Regions from separate parts of the Sus scrofa genome. Here region 1 is linked to region 2. A link is a contact called in public HiChIP or PLAC-seq data. All regions are on one chromosome and are shown on one strand. Each heading gives the region's core, a stretch centred on a gene start, on an enhancer-like site or on the middle of the called end of the contact. The rest is flanking DNA. Distances are from core to core; before and after follow the strand shown. Region 1 overlaps LOC102158676 (a long non-coding RNA gene). Region 2 holds the start of PLPP3 (phospholipid phosphatase 3).

Region 1 (6,089 bases), core at 3,500-5,999, 320 kb before region 2:
TATATCATTGTCAAGAGCATACAAGTATGAAATATTTAGAAATAAATCTTTAAAAAGCTGTGAAATACTTGTACACTGAAAATAGTAAAGCATTACCAAGAAATGTTAAAAACCTGACTAAATGGAGAGATTACTGTACTCATATACTGGACAACTCGATATTGAGATGTCAGTTCTCCCCAAAAGATGGGTAAATTCAGTGCTATCCCAGTTGAAATTCCAGCAGAATTTTTTAAGCTCATTGACAAACTGATTCAAAAATTCATATGAAGATGTGAATATCTAGATAAATTAAAACACCTTTTAAAAAGAAGAACAAAGTTGGATAAATTCCACTCTCGGATTTGAAGACTTATTTTAAATTACATTAATCAAAACAGTGGTATTGGCATAAAGACAGACAAATAGATCAATAGTAGAGAACAGAGTTCAAAGATATAAGAATATATACACACACACATATTTATACATATATGATTTTAAGTAAAGTATAAAGCCAATTCTGTCAAGATTATTATTTTCAACAACAGCAGGTAGAATTAGATATGCATGTGCAAAAAAATAATAATAAAAAAGACCTCTAATCCATACTTTGTTCCAGAAGCAAGAATTAATTCTAAATGGACAAAGACATAAATTTTTTTAAAAAGACAAAAAAACTGTAAAATTTCTAGGAGAAAACATTTGTGACCCTGGATCAGCTAAGAGTCATTGGCTCTAGCATGACAAAAACAATCTGTAGAAAAACAAAGTGGATTGCTGACTGCAGGAGTTGCTCTGCTGGCAAAGTCATTGCCAGGTGGCCACTTAGGTCCTGGAGAGAAAGGGAAGATTTTAATGAAATTTTCTATGAAGTTTTCTGAAGAAAACTAGACTCATGTGGATTTGCTGTTATTCCTCAGAGGTGGAAAGGCCATATCTGAAAAAACAGTTCCTTTAGTTCTTTTTTTAGAGTGAGACCTTGCTTTTTTGTTTTGTTTTTTTCTCTTCTTTTCTTTTTTTCACTTGCCACCACCAACCCTCCTCTTACTACTCAGGGTTCTTTCTCTGCCTTTTGAGAATTGAGAAACTATTGTTCAGGCTTTGAAAACTTGCTTTTGCCTCGAATTCCCTGCTCTACCATTTTTACATAATCACAGTGCAACCACAGGCGAGATACTGAGTCTCCTTAGGTCTCAGTTTATAATACAGATTTGGGGGGACCTGATCTATAAAGCCTTTTTTAGCTCTGATTCCCTCTTATTCTGCTTTCTAGGGAGACTAATTCAGAGACAAATAGGATAAACAGGATTTTTCCCCCTTCAGTCCCAGATTGTACCCAAGAATAGGACTGACGACTGTTACCACCCAGATCAATAATTCAGTTAAAAGCAAGCTACTCTGGAATAAAGTCACATTGGACTTAAACAAATTCTGGGGTATCTGTTAAATAGATAACCACATTTCCATGTGGTTCATGCTTTCATTCATTCATTCAACTAACATTCACTAAGCACATATTATGCCTCAGGTGCTCTGCTAGGGCTCCCTTCTGTCAAAGGAGACCCACAAATTTCCTCCCACTGTAGTGCCTGTGCACATGAATCCTTTCTGCCTAGGACAGCCTTCCCCTCCTCTCTTTACCTGGCCAACTTCTACTCTTCATTCAAAGAGTCCAAATGTGACTTCCTCTGTAAGAACGTGGCTCCCATGAATTGAAGGGAGTCTCCCATCATTATTTATTTCCTGTGCCTCTCTATTATTTTCCCTCCCAGCCCTTAACAAAATCTAGAACTATTTTATTTACCACTGCCTTCCCAGCACCCTTGGCACAGTCCTAGAAAAGAACAGAAGCTTAATCAACACGTGTAAACTAACTGAATGACTAAAGGAAGAGATAAAGCGCACATAAATGGATCCGGCGTGGAAAGCCCTTTGAGAAGAGTTGTTAGGTCTAGAGGGACATAAGGATTTACATACGTGAAAGATGATGAAAACGGACAAGGGGATGCCTCTGCTCTAGTCCATCAGCTCTTATCTGGAAAACAGTTTCCCAACTGCTCTCAAAGTTTCTGGTCTCTTTGGCTGTTCAGGATAAGAGTTATTAGGCTACAAAGTTGGTTGCCTCACATCCTATGTCTTTAAAATGTCCTGGGCTCCCAATGAAAAATAGCCACGTTCTCCAGCATGGCACCAACCCTCCCCCAAATGACCTGACTTTCAACCCTCTGTCTGTATTTATTTCCCAGTAAATCACATTTATTTTACGATGCCGTCACGATGGTCTGGTCCCCACTGGCCACACGCATAACCAGTCCTTTCCTATTTCCATGCTGTCACTTGCCTCCGTGCTCCCTCTGTTGAAGCTCTCATCGATTCGAATGTCACGCAAATGCCATCTCTCTGTGGAATCTCCCGTGGTAAAGCAGCCTTCCTCCTCTGAAGGCATCTCTCCTCCCCTTCTGCATCCACGCCACATGCTTATACTTCATTTGTGTGCATATAAGTCACATTCCAGTTTCTGTCTACATCTTCCAGTAGCTAGTGAACACCTCTAGGTCAGGAGCAGCTCTGAAACTGCTTCTGACATAGGGTAAGCACTCAGTAGATGTTCACTGGACTAAATGTCCTGATACATCCACCAGGGAGGTCCCTCCCTTCTGTGGTGAGCTTCTAGGAGGGCATTAAGATACTGTCCTCTGGGAGCTCCTGTTGCAGCTCAGAGAGTTACGAACCCAACTAATGCCCATGAGGACACACTGGCCCTGCTCAGTGCGTTAAGGACCCGGTGTTGCCATGATCTGTGGTGTAGGTCACAGACACAGTTCAGATCTTGCATGACTGTGGCTGTGGTGTAGGCTGGCAGCTGAGGCTCCGATTCAACCCCTAGCCTGGTAACTTCCATATGCCACAGGTGTGGCAGAAAGAAAGAAAGAAAGGAAGAAAGAAAAAAGAAGAAGGAAGGAAGAAGGAAGGAAGGAAGGAAGGAAGGAAGGAAGGAAGGAAGGAAGGAAGGAAGGAAGGAAGGAAGAAAGAAAGAAAGAAAGAAAGAAAGAAAGAAAGAAAGAAAGAAAGAAAGAAAGAAAGAAAGAAAGAAAGAAAGAAAGAAAAGGCTACTGTCCCTGGCAAACCAGACTGCAGCCTCCCCCCACTTCTCATTTACTTATTCTTCGGATGTTTATTGAACACCTATCATATTCTAGACACTTTTCTAGTCAGTGTGGATACAAAAAAAAGAAAAGAAAAGGAAAGGAAAGGAAAGGACAGAAAAAATATCTCTACTGTCATAGCACTAATATTTAAGTGAGTAGGAGAAATAAATTAATATAAAACAAAGTACATCAGGGATGGTGAAAAAGACTTTGGAGAAATTTAAAGCACAAAGAGGGATAGAGCATGCTTTGTGTCTTGGAGGGAAATGATAGGTGATATTTTAAGAAGTGTTCCTACAAGGTCTCTAACAGAAGGCAACCTTGGTGAAAAGACTCAAAAGAAATGAAAGAGTAGGCAGCTACCAGGGTGTAAGGGACTCCAGGCAGAGGGAATATCTGGTTCAAAGGCGGCAGCAATGCCAACCATCTAAGTTAGAGAAAAGGATCATCTGCCCCAGGGCAGCATGTTTTAAGGTCAAGTCTGAGGCCAGTGTGGGTAGAAGAGGTACGTGAAGGGTCAGTGTGGTAGCAGGCATGGCAGGAGAGGGGGTGTGAGAATGCAGAGAGCCTAAGAAGGCACAAGAAGGATTTAGAGTTGTATTGTGCATGAGAAGTGAATGATTGGGCTCAGACCACTGGGGGAAACAGAGACAAGCAGAGAATGAATGACAGAACCAAAAGGAGGAGCTCGAATGAGTGGCTTTTAAAGTCCCACCAGAAATTTAAGAACATAGGAATTTATGATTGTAAGGAATTTCTCACCTGACACACATTTTTGAGCATATTTTTTCTTTTAATCTTCCCATTTTATTTTTAAATTTTATTTTTTATTAAAGTATAGTCGGTTTACAATGTTGTGCCAATTCTTGCTGCAAAGTGGCTCAGTCATACATATACATTCTTTTTTATTTTATAGTTTGTCTTTTTAGGGCATATGGAATTTCCTGCAGCATATGGAAATTTCCAGGCTAGGGATCAGCCCACACCACAGCCACAGCAATGCCAGACCCAAGCTGCATCTGCAACCTACACCACAGTTCTTGGCAATGCCAGATCCTTAACCCACTGAGTGAGGCTGGGGAGCAAACCTGCAATCCTCATGGATACTAGTCAGGTTCTTAACAGGCTGAGCCACAACAGGAACTCCCTATACATTCTTTTTTTTTTTTTCCCCAATCATGGTCTATCTCAGGAGATTGGATATAGTTCCCCACTGAGTACATTTTGTTCATGCAAAGCTAATCCGGACAAGAGCCAGAGCATGAAGAGAGAGAAAGCAGCCGGAGGTGAAACCCTTCCTCTCTCACTTGTGCGCACTCCGTCCGGGGCCCACGGGAAATTACACTTGCTCCTCAATCAAGCTGTGTTCTCGCAGCTCCAGAACCCAGCATAGGCTGTGTCCTCCCTTGGATTCTGCCTCATGTCCCTCCTTCAAGTAGCTCATTTCTACTCCTCCCTTAGATCTCAGCTACATGAGAAACCCCCCTGACAAGGGTTCCTCAACACCTGCCACCCTGTATTCCACCCCGCCCCCCAGCCCGGATTGAGGGTGTTTCACGCTGCATCCCTAGCACCCTGAACTTTCCTCACCACGGCCCTCCTTGCACTGTATTGTAATTGTCACTCTACACGTCTGTTTTTCCAACTCGACTGCCAAGACCATATCTGTTTCAAAGCCCAATCATTCTTTGCTGAATGAACATTAATATGAATTCAATCTAAAGAGCTGATGAAAATACCTAAAACAATCACTAAAAATTCACAGGTGCAGAACTCGCCTTTGAAACTGACGAAGGAAATGTCCCACCTAACCACGGCCTTGCTTTGCCCCGCCCCCCCCCACGTGGTAGACATGTGCTTCACATTGGCCCTGATGCCTGTGACTTATGATTCATGCTGAAAGCACATTGGAAAGCCTCATCTTTATAGCCCTTTTCTGAGAAAATTACCCAATTTGGCCGTCCTTCTGGCCCCAAGGCCACTTGACAGATCCCAATGAGCCAGGCCAGATTGGGAGGAGGAGAGGAGGGTGGTGAACTTCACCATCAAATTGTCCAATGCCTGAAAAATGTTGGCTTTGGAATGATGCAGGTCCTCTCTTGTGCATTGCCTAGAATCAGAGGAAGGTACTCCCTGCCAGGCCAAGGCAGTGAGGTCTCTGTGTTCCTGGCTGAGGCCCCCAAGCCAGTCTCCCCAGCAGAACTCCCTGCCAGGTGTAGTGTCACAGCTGTGGAATCAGAGAAGTTGTGCAAGAGGAGAAAAAAAAGTTTTCCAACTCAGCAAAAGAACAAGTCTTGGAGCGAGGGCTCGGGGAGAGTGCAAGCCCAAAGCAAGGCCAAGAATCATGAAATAAAGTCCACGTGGCAAGAACTAAGGATCTTAGCAACTGTAAGAACTAGAGGAAAGCAGCAAATGAGCAGAAAGTTAGGGGAGAATGAGCGTGGTCAGGAACACACAAGGAATTCCAGGGCTTTCTTACAACCTGACATACATTGCATAACTTCCTACAGAGTCAAGATGTATATTAATTTACTCATCAAGTATTGTGGATCCTTTGTAAACTCTCTTGATCTGTACAACTCCCCTAGCTTCTATTATTATTGCCACTTTAGGAAGGAGGAACTTGAATTTTAATGAGACTCATGAGTGAGCAAGACAAGCTTTATGCCCAGGACCTGCGTGATCCACAATCCCCTGCTCTGGATTGAAGCCCACCCCAGACCCTCTTACAGGCTGGGCAACCCTGAGCAAAGTCACTCTCTTTCCTTATCTCTGAAATGAGGATGCTATAACCACTGAGATAATCTATAGGAAATGATTTCCTCCACCATAAAGCATTATGCAAATGTGAGTCCCACGTATTTGTTTATTTGCTTGCTTGTTTTTTATGCTCTATTTCATTTCACAATAAGGCCCACACGAGACCACACACAGTGACAACACATCCAGTTATCCAAA
Region 2 (5,530 bases), core at 1,535-4,034:
CTCTGTGCCTGGCTAAACTATAGCTAATATAGGTGTGTCTTTTTTTGTGAATTCCTTCACACTCTTTCCTTTGATAAGAGACACCATCTCTTGGGACTTCCTTCTGAAATCACAAGGGGGGAAAGAGGAGGGGAGAACAATAAAACTGTCCAAAGGCTGTCAAGCATGTTCTGGCTCTGCTTTCCTAATCACCAAGTAGGAGGTAGGAAGGTACATGGAACAGACAGTGTAGAAAGAGTTCACCCTACCCCCAACAAAACACACCAGTAAATACTGGGAAGCCCCAGGCAAGTTTACAGCAAACAGCTTCAATGTGTTTATGTGTTCATGGTACTCCCCCAGGACCAGGGAGGGCTTTTAAAAATTCAATAGCTTGGCAGGGAGACTTTAAGTACTAATCTTCCCACTGTGCATAATGAGCCTTCAGTTGCCTTCAGGAAGGTAGGCCCCCCAGTGACAATGCCTTTACATAACATCTTAATGGTGAATTTATATGAAGAGATAGGAATGGGATTTGCCACCTGAACCACAGTTACCTTTCTTCCCTTCCCTAAAGCACAATTTGACCTTTGGCTGTCTGCTTATGCAAAGGGAGCCATTCTTATTTTTAAATTCTAAGTCCCTCCTTTCTCAGACTCACAAAATTGACGATGGACAGTCAAGCCAAGGACAGATGGACTTCAGGAAGGACTCTACTGCAGAAAGGGTCCTGAACACAGGGACGCTTAACTCCAGCCCCAGAAGTCTGGGCTTTGCCTACGCTGCATGGACAAATCCATTTCAAAGGGGACTTGAGCCTCCGTGCAGCAGTTAGTTCTATTTTAAGGGAACTGAATTGGGAACACAGATGTTTCTTCAGTTAGCAGAGTTGGCAGAACAGCCCCTGGACCAAATCCGAGTTCTTAATGCAGGAAGGGGCCTTGGAGAGCATCTGGTTCAGCCCACTCACTCAACTGATGAGGAAACTGAGGCCAAAGAGGCAGCAAGGTTGCACACCCCGCATGTGGCAGAGTGGCAGTATTGTGATGACAAGTCCAGCATGCTTTCCTTGACACTATGATTGGCTTAAAAAAAAAACAAAAAAACAAAAAAAAACTACGCCGACTTCCAAACCTCGGGGCTCCCGTACATTCCTGTCAGTAGTCACCCCCCGCCCTGGAGGCGAGTTCATAAATCCTCTTTACCAACTCCCACTCCAGTCCCTTTACTCCCACCTCTTTCAGCAGTGGCTTCCAACTAGCTGGGAAAACAGAAACGGGGCTACCGCCTCAATTTTCTGGGAGTACAATGAATTGTGGTCCTGAAGCATGACCCTGGCTAGCTTTCCCAATGCCTCAGTTTCCTCATCGGTGAAATGAACTTTCTCGCTCCTCCTGCACCGAGTCGGGGAGACGGCTGGTTAAAACGACCACCTGGCACACAGTAGGGGTCTGCAGAATCGGTACTCTGCATCAAGCCGGTAGACAGCACCCTCCCAACCCCTGGAGGGCGTTCACGAGAGCAACAAGTGAAGAGGCCGGCTTGCAAGTCCTGGGCCGAGGCAGCCCGGCGGAAAGGCTGGATGTTTACGTTCGGCCCTGGGAAGGCAGCGCTCTCCAGGCAAGAGCCCGGCGCTCCAGGAGATCCGTTTTACTCGATGGAAGGCAACCAGCTTTACGCCGGCTCTGGCTCCTGGTTCCACCGACTTCCCCTCCCTCTCCTAAGAGGACAAGCCCTCACCTTTCGTGGGGTTCTGCCTGCGTTTCCAACTGCAGGCAGCTTTTTAGATTGAGTGTCCAAGTGGCCCGCGAAAGCCTAGAGCACGCTCGACACTCCTTTACAGGCCGGGGAGGCGGCAGGATCGGGGAGGGCGGGAACCCGGGAGCGGGGAAAAGCCTGCGGGGCCCCCGGGACGGGCAGCACGGCGCGGCCGGGAGACGGGGCCCCGCGCAGGAGCGAGCGCCGAGCTTCGCGCGCAGCCCCGGGCCGGGCTGGGACGGGCGCTGAGGGCCGGGGGGACAGAGGGGCTGGGCTCACCCATGAAGAGGCAGAAGAGGTCCAGGCAGATGAGCAGCACCCGCTTGCTGCCGCCCTTCCTCGGGTTGTTATTGAGCGCCGGGCTGCCGCCGTTCTTGCTCTCCGCGACGATAGCCTTGTCGTACTTGTAGTTTTGCATGGCGCTGGCCAAGACGCCCCACGACTGCAGCCACACACCCAGACGCCGGGGTCGCCTCCCGACCGAGGCTTCTCCGGGCGCGGCGGGAGAGTGCGGCCCCGCTGCCCCGCTTCCAAGGGCAGGCGGTGGTGCTTTCTGCTCCCTGGTGCTCCTCCGCTTTTCCTGTCTCAACCCCGAATCGTTCGAAAGTCCAAGGGGAAGAGAGTCAACTCCCGAGCAGAAACTTCTGCAGCGCTGCGTTGCTCCGGACGCGCGGAGCTGGCGTGTCCGTGCGCAAAGCAGCGAGGGGGCAGCGCGGGCGCTCGGCCACCTTCCTCCGCAGCTGGTTGCTTAATGAATGGGAGCTGCGCGGAGCCCAGCCACCTCGGAGCGCTGCCCCAACTCCTACTTTCCTCCTCCTCCTGCTGCTGCTGCTGCTGCTGCTGCTGCTGCTGCTGCCGCCGCCGCCGCCGCTGTGATCGCCTGGGTTTGTTTTCGGCACTTTTATTTCATGAGGTCCTTTAAAAAAGAGAGAGAGGCAAAGAGAGGGACCTCCTTACTTGGCTCAGAAGGGATTCCGAAAGCACAGCCCCTTCCTTAAGCAGCCTAAGACGTAGGATAATTAAGGCCACATTTTCCCCCACCCCCTTCCAAAAAAAAAAAAAAAAAAAAATCCTAAAAGGAAAAGTTACTTTCAAACCAGAGAATCCGGGAGCCCCTAGCGTTCAAAAACACTAAATTGTCACAAAACGAGAAAAAAAAAATGTAAATAAAAAGAAACAGCCTTGGATCAGGCAAACGTTGAGGCTGTACAGCTAAAAAAGCGTTTCTCCTCTTTTATCCTCCTTTACATATTTGGGGCTTTCAAGTCTTTGTTTTGATTTGAATCGTTTCCTCCTGAAAATACTCAAATAAATTGTTGGGGGGGGTTTGTTTTGTTTGTTTGTTTGTTTATTTTTTGAGATCTGAACACTCAGCACTGGATACTGGGCTAGATTCTGAGGCTCCGAACAGGAAAAGGACTGCACTGGCTCTGGGACTAGATCCTGTGGCTTGGAATCCTGGCTGTGGCTCGGTGCCTCTGTTTCCCCATCTGTAAGCTGGAGATAATAACTTTCTCCTAAATAGAGTAATTATGAAGATGTCATTAGCTAATCCATAGACGCGCCTGGAACCGTGCTAGGTACATAGGAAATGCTGTGTAGGTGTTAACCTTTACTTTATTCCTTGTAGTTCCCAGCCCTCCAAATCCCTGCCAGTTCGGCTGGCCCCCAGCCTGCTTGTATCAGTATTGAGTGTTGGGGGCAGCTGTCCAGGGAAGCAGGAGAGCTCTCCCAGAGCTAGCATATCTCTAGCTTGGGGGGCAATCTAACGCTTTGCAGTAGAGGCTGTCATGTGCTTTCACAGTCTTCTATGTGAATTAATTCTCCCCCAGACAGAGCATAAACATTTCCAAGGCAAGGACCTTTCCTTCTATCTTCCATCATGTTCTAGATCATGATTTTTTTTACTGACTTGTTATAGGGTTCAGTATCCCTAGATCCAGCCACTTGGCCTTTCTCCAATAGTCCTTTCCCACTCCACACCCTGGCCTCTGCCTCCCTCTGTCTCTGCACATCCATCCCTTCTCTAACTACCAAAATGCTTTTCTTGCTTTAGAATCCTCTGAAATAGCACCTTCTCTCTGGGCCCTTTCTTGATCCCCGGACAGAATTAACTTCACCTTCAGCACTTGGTTTGCAGCACTCTTGTAGTACCTATTACAGTCTGATTTGGTGTTATAGTTAGTAAAGATGAGTCCGCTCTATAGATTATCAGCTCCAAACCCTCTCCCCAGTACCGCACACAGAGTTTGGTGCCTGCTGAATGAAGCTCAAGTCAGACTGCGTAGAACAAGTGGGCTGGTAAAGGAAGGCAAAATTGCTGTCTTCTGGAAGCAAGAGTAACTGAATCTCTAAGACAGCTCTGGATGAAGCTAGGGTACCTAGCTGCCCATCAGACACAGCATTCTCCTTTCAAATAGCAGCAAGTCAAAGCCAGGGAAACTAAGAGAACAGATTTCCTAGACAGCTTTTCAGTGAGAAATGCCTTCTCTTGACATGTTAAAACTGCGGAAACAATATGAGGCTGATTTCACTATTACTGACATTCTAAAAGGAATTCCCGGATTCAAGGGTCTTCCCTGGCCCACCAAATTCTCTTTGTTACGATAATCATCCTTGAAGGTCTAAATCGCCAAGCCACAGCTTTGAGAGCAAGTTCTTGTAACTTCAGCAGCCCACTCTGATCTTTCCCCTCCTTTGAGCTTCAAAAGTCCTAGGGCATCGGTGGCCCCTCAGACAGCCACTTAAATTCCACTGTATGGTACCCCGTTCTATTATTTGAATTTTACAGTTACCTCCCTTTACATTTCCTGTCTGCTTTTTCTTCTCTGTGAAATGACTTTTATTAATTTAAGAATAGACATTTTTAAAAGCCAGACTTTTACTGTAGTTAAATGGTATTATAACTCAGCAATCATTGTTGGGTCTCTTTAAAGTTACTGGATGGTAAACTTTGGCTGGCACTAGTTTGAATACTAGGAACCTTTTTGGCTCTGAGGTTCCCTGGATTAAACTCAGCTACTTATTAAGAAGGATAAAAATCTGTTATTCCAGGAGCCAGTAAAAGGGAAAATAAATGGATGTTTAAATAAGAGCTTTATATTCCCATTTACAAGGCTCCGTGGACTATTTTTCTCATAACAAAAAGATCACGGTGTTAATTGATGCGTGTAGTTGGATGCAAACAACTATTACATTTGGATAACTCTTCAAGGGAACAGAACACTACAGATATTCATTAAAATTGACTTGAACAAGTCATAATACAGTGTCACTATCATTCTTTAGACAAAAGGAAATAAAACAGCCTCCCAGGATGCATACATCTGAAGGCCTCTTTGCTTTAAATCCTAAAATTGAACAGTCTAACTAGCAAGTAAAATGCAATGGAACAAACTTGATTTAAAATGGTGTTATTTCAAAATAATTAAGTAGTTAAAATTCCTGGTAAACATAGCTTACCAAAATACACATCTGAAAATGACATCCCATTCACTAAGCCAGTCTGTATAAAAACTATTATAACATCAGCGGGGATAAATGCCTTTTAAAGATTAACTTATTATGTGTGGTAACAACAGCACATCATTCTTAAATAACTGATACCTCCCAAGAGATTTAAACGGCCTTCATTTCTAAGACCTCTTGTTACCTCATAATTTTATTTCTCTCTCTCTTTAACCCCTCGCATTTAATAATTAATCATTTTTTAAATTTTTTGAAAACGCATGAATTGGCTCTGGAAATATTTAAAGGAAAAGTAACTGCGTTTCTTTACTTAAAATTGTGTAGT

Evidence for each region. HiChIP or PLAC-seq counts read pairs in DNA pulled down with a chosen protein or histone mark.
Region 1: a contact with region 2 is called in an H3K27ac HiChIP or PLAC-seq map of skeletal muscle, with 6 times the contacts expected there. The contact joins the enhancer-like site here to the promoter of PLPP3 in region 2. A contact is called at or near these places in 1 of 5 promoter capture datasets (liver), 5 of 47 Hi-C or Micro-C datasets (embryonic fibroblasts, heart right ventricle, mesenteric adipose tissue and 1 more) and 1 of 2 datasets of contacts at active chromatin or transcription factors (skeletal muscle).

Annotation. Positions count from the first base shown.
Region 1 is chr6:156,123,636-156,129,724 of Sscrofa11.1, reverse strand. The region is part of intron 1 of LOC102158676 (a long non-coding RNA gene); the gene reads right to left. Among named protein-coding and RNA genes, the nearest start is that of PLPP3, 330 kb to the right of the region's middle. Within about 2 kb of position 4,749, at least 15 of the 83 cell types and tissues checked have an H3K27ac peak or open chromatin away from gene starts, as enhancers often do. A contact at or near this core is called in embryonic fibroblasts and skeletal muscle, where this site is marked.
Region 2 is chr6:155,798,094-155,803,623 of Sscrofa11.1, reverse strand. PLPP3 (phospholipid phosphatase 3) reads right to left here and starts at 2,784. Exons shown (of 6, transcript XM_003127971.6): 1 at 2,017-2,784. The coding sequence starts at 2,155.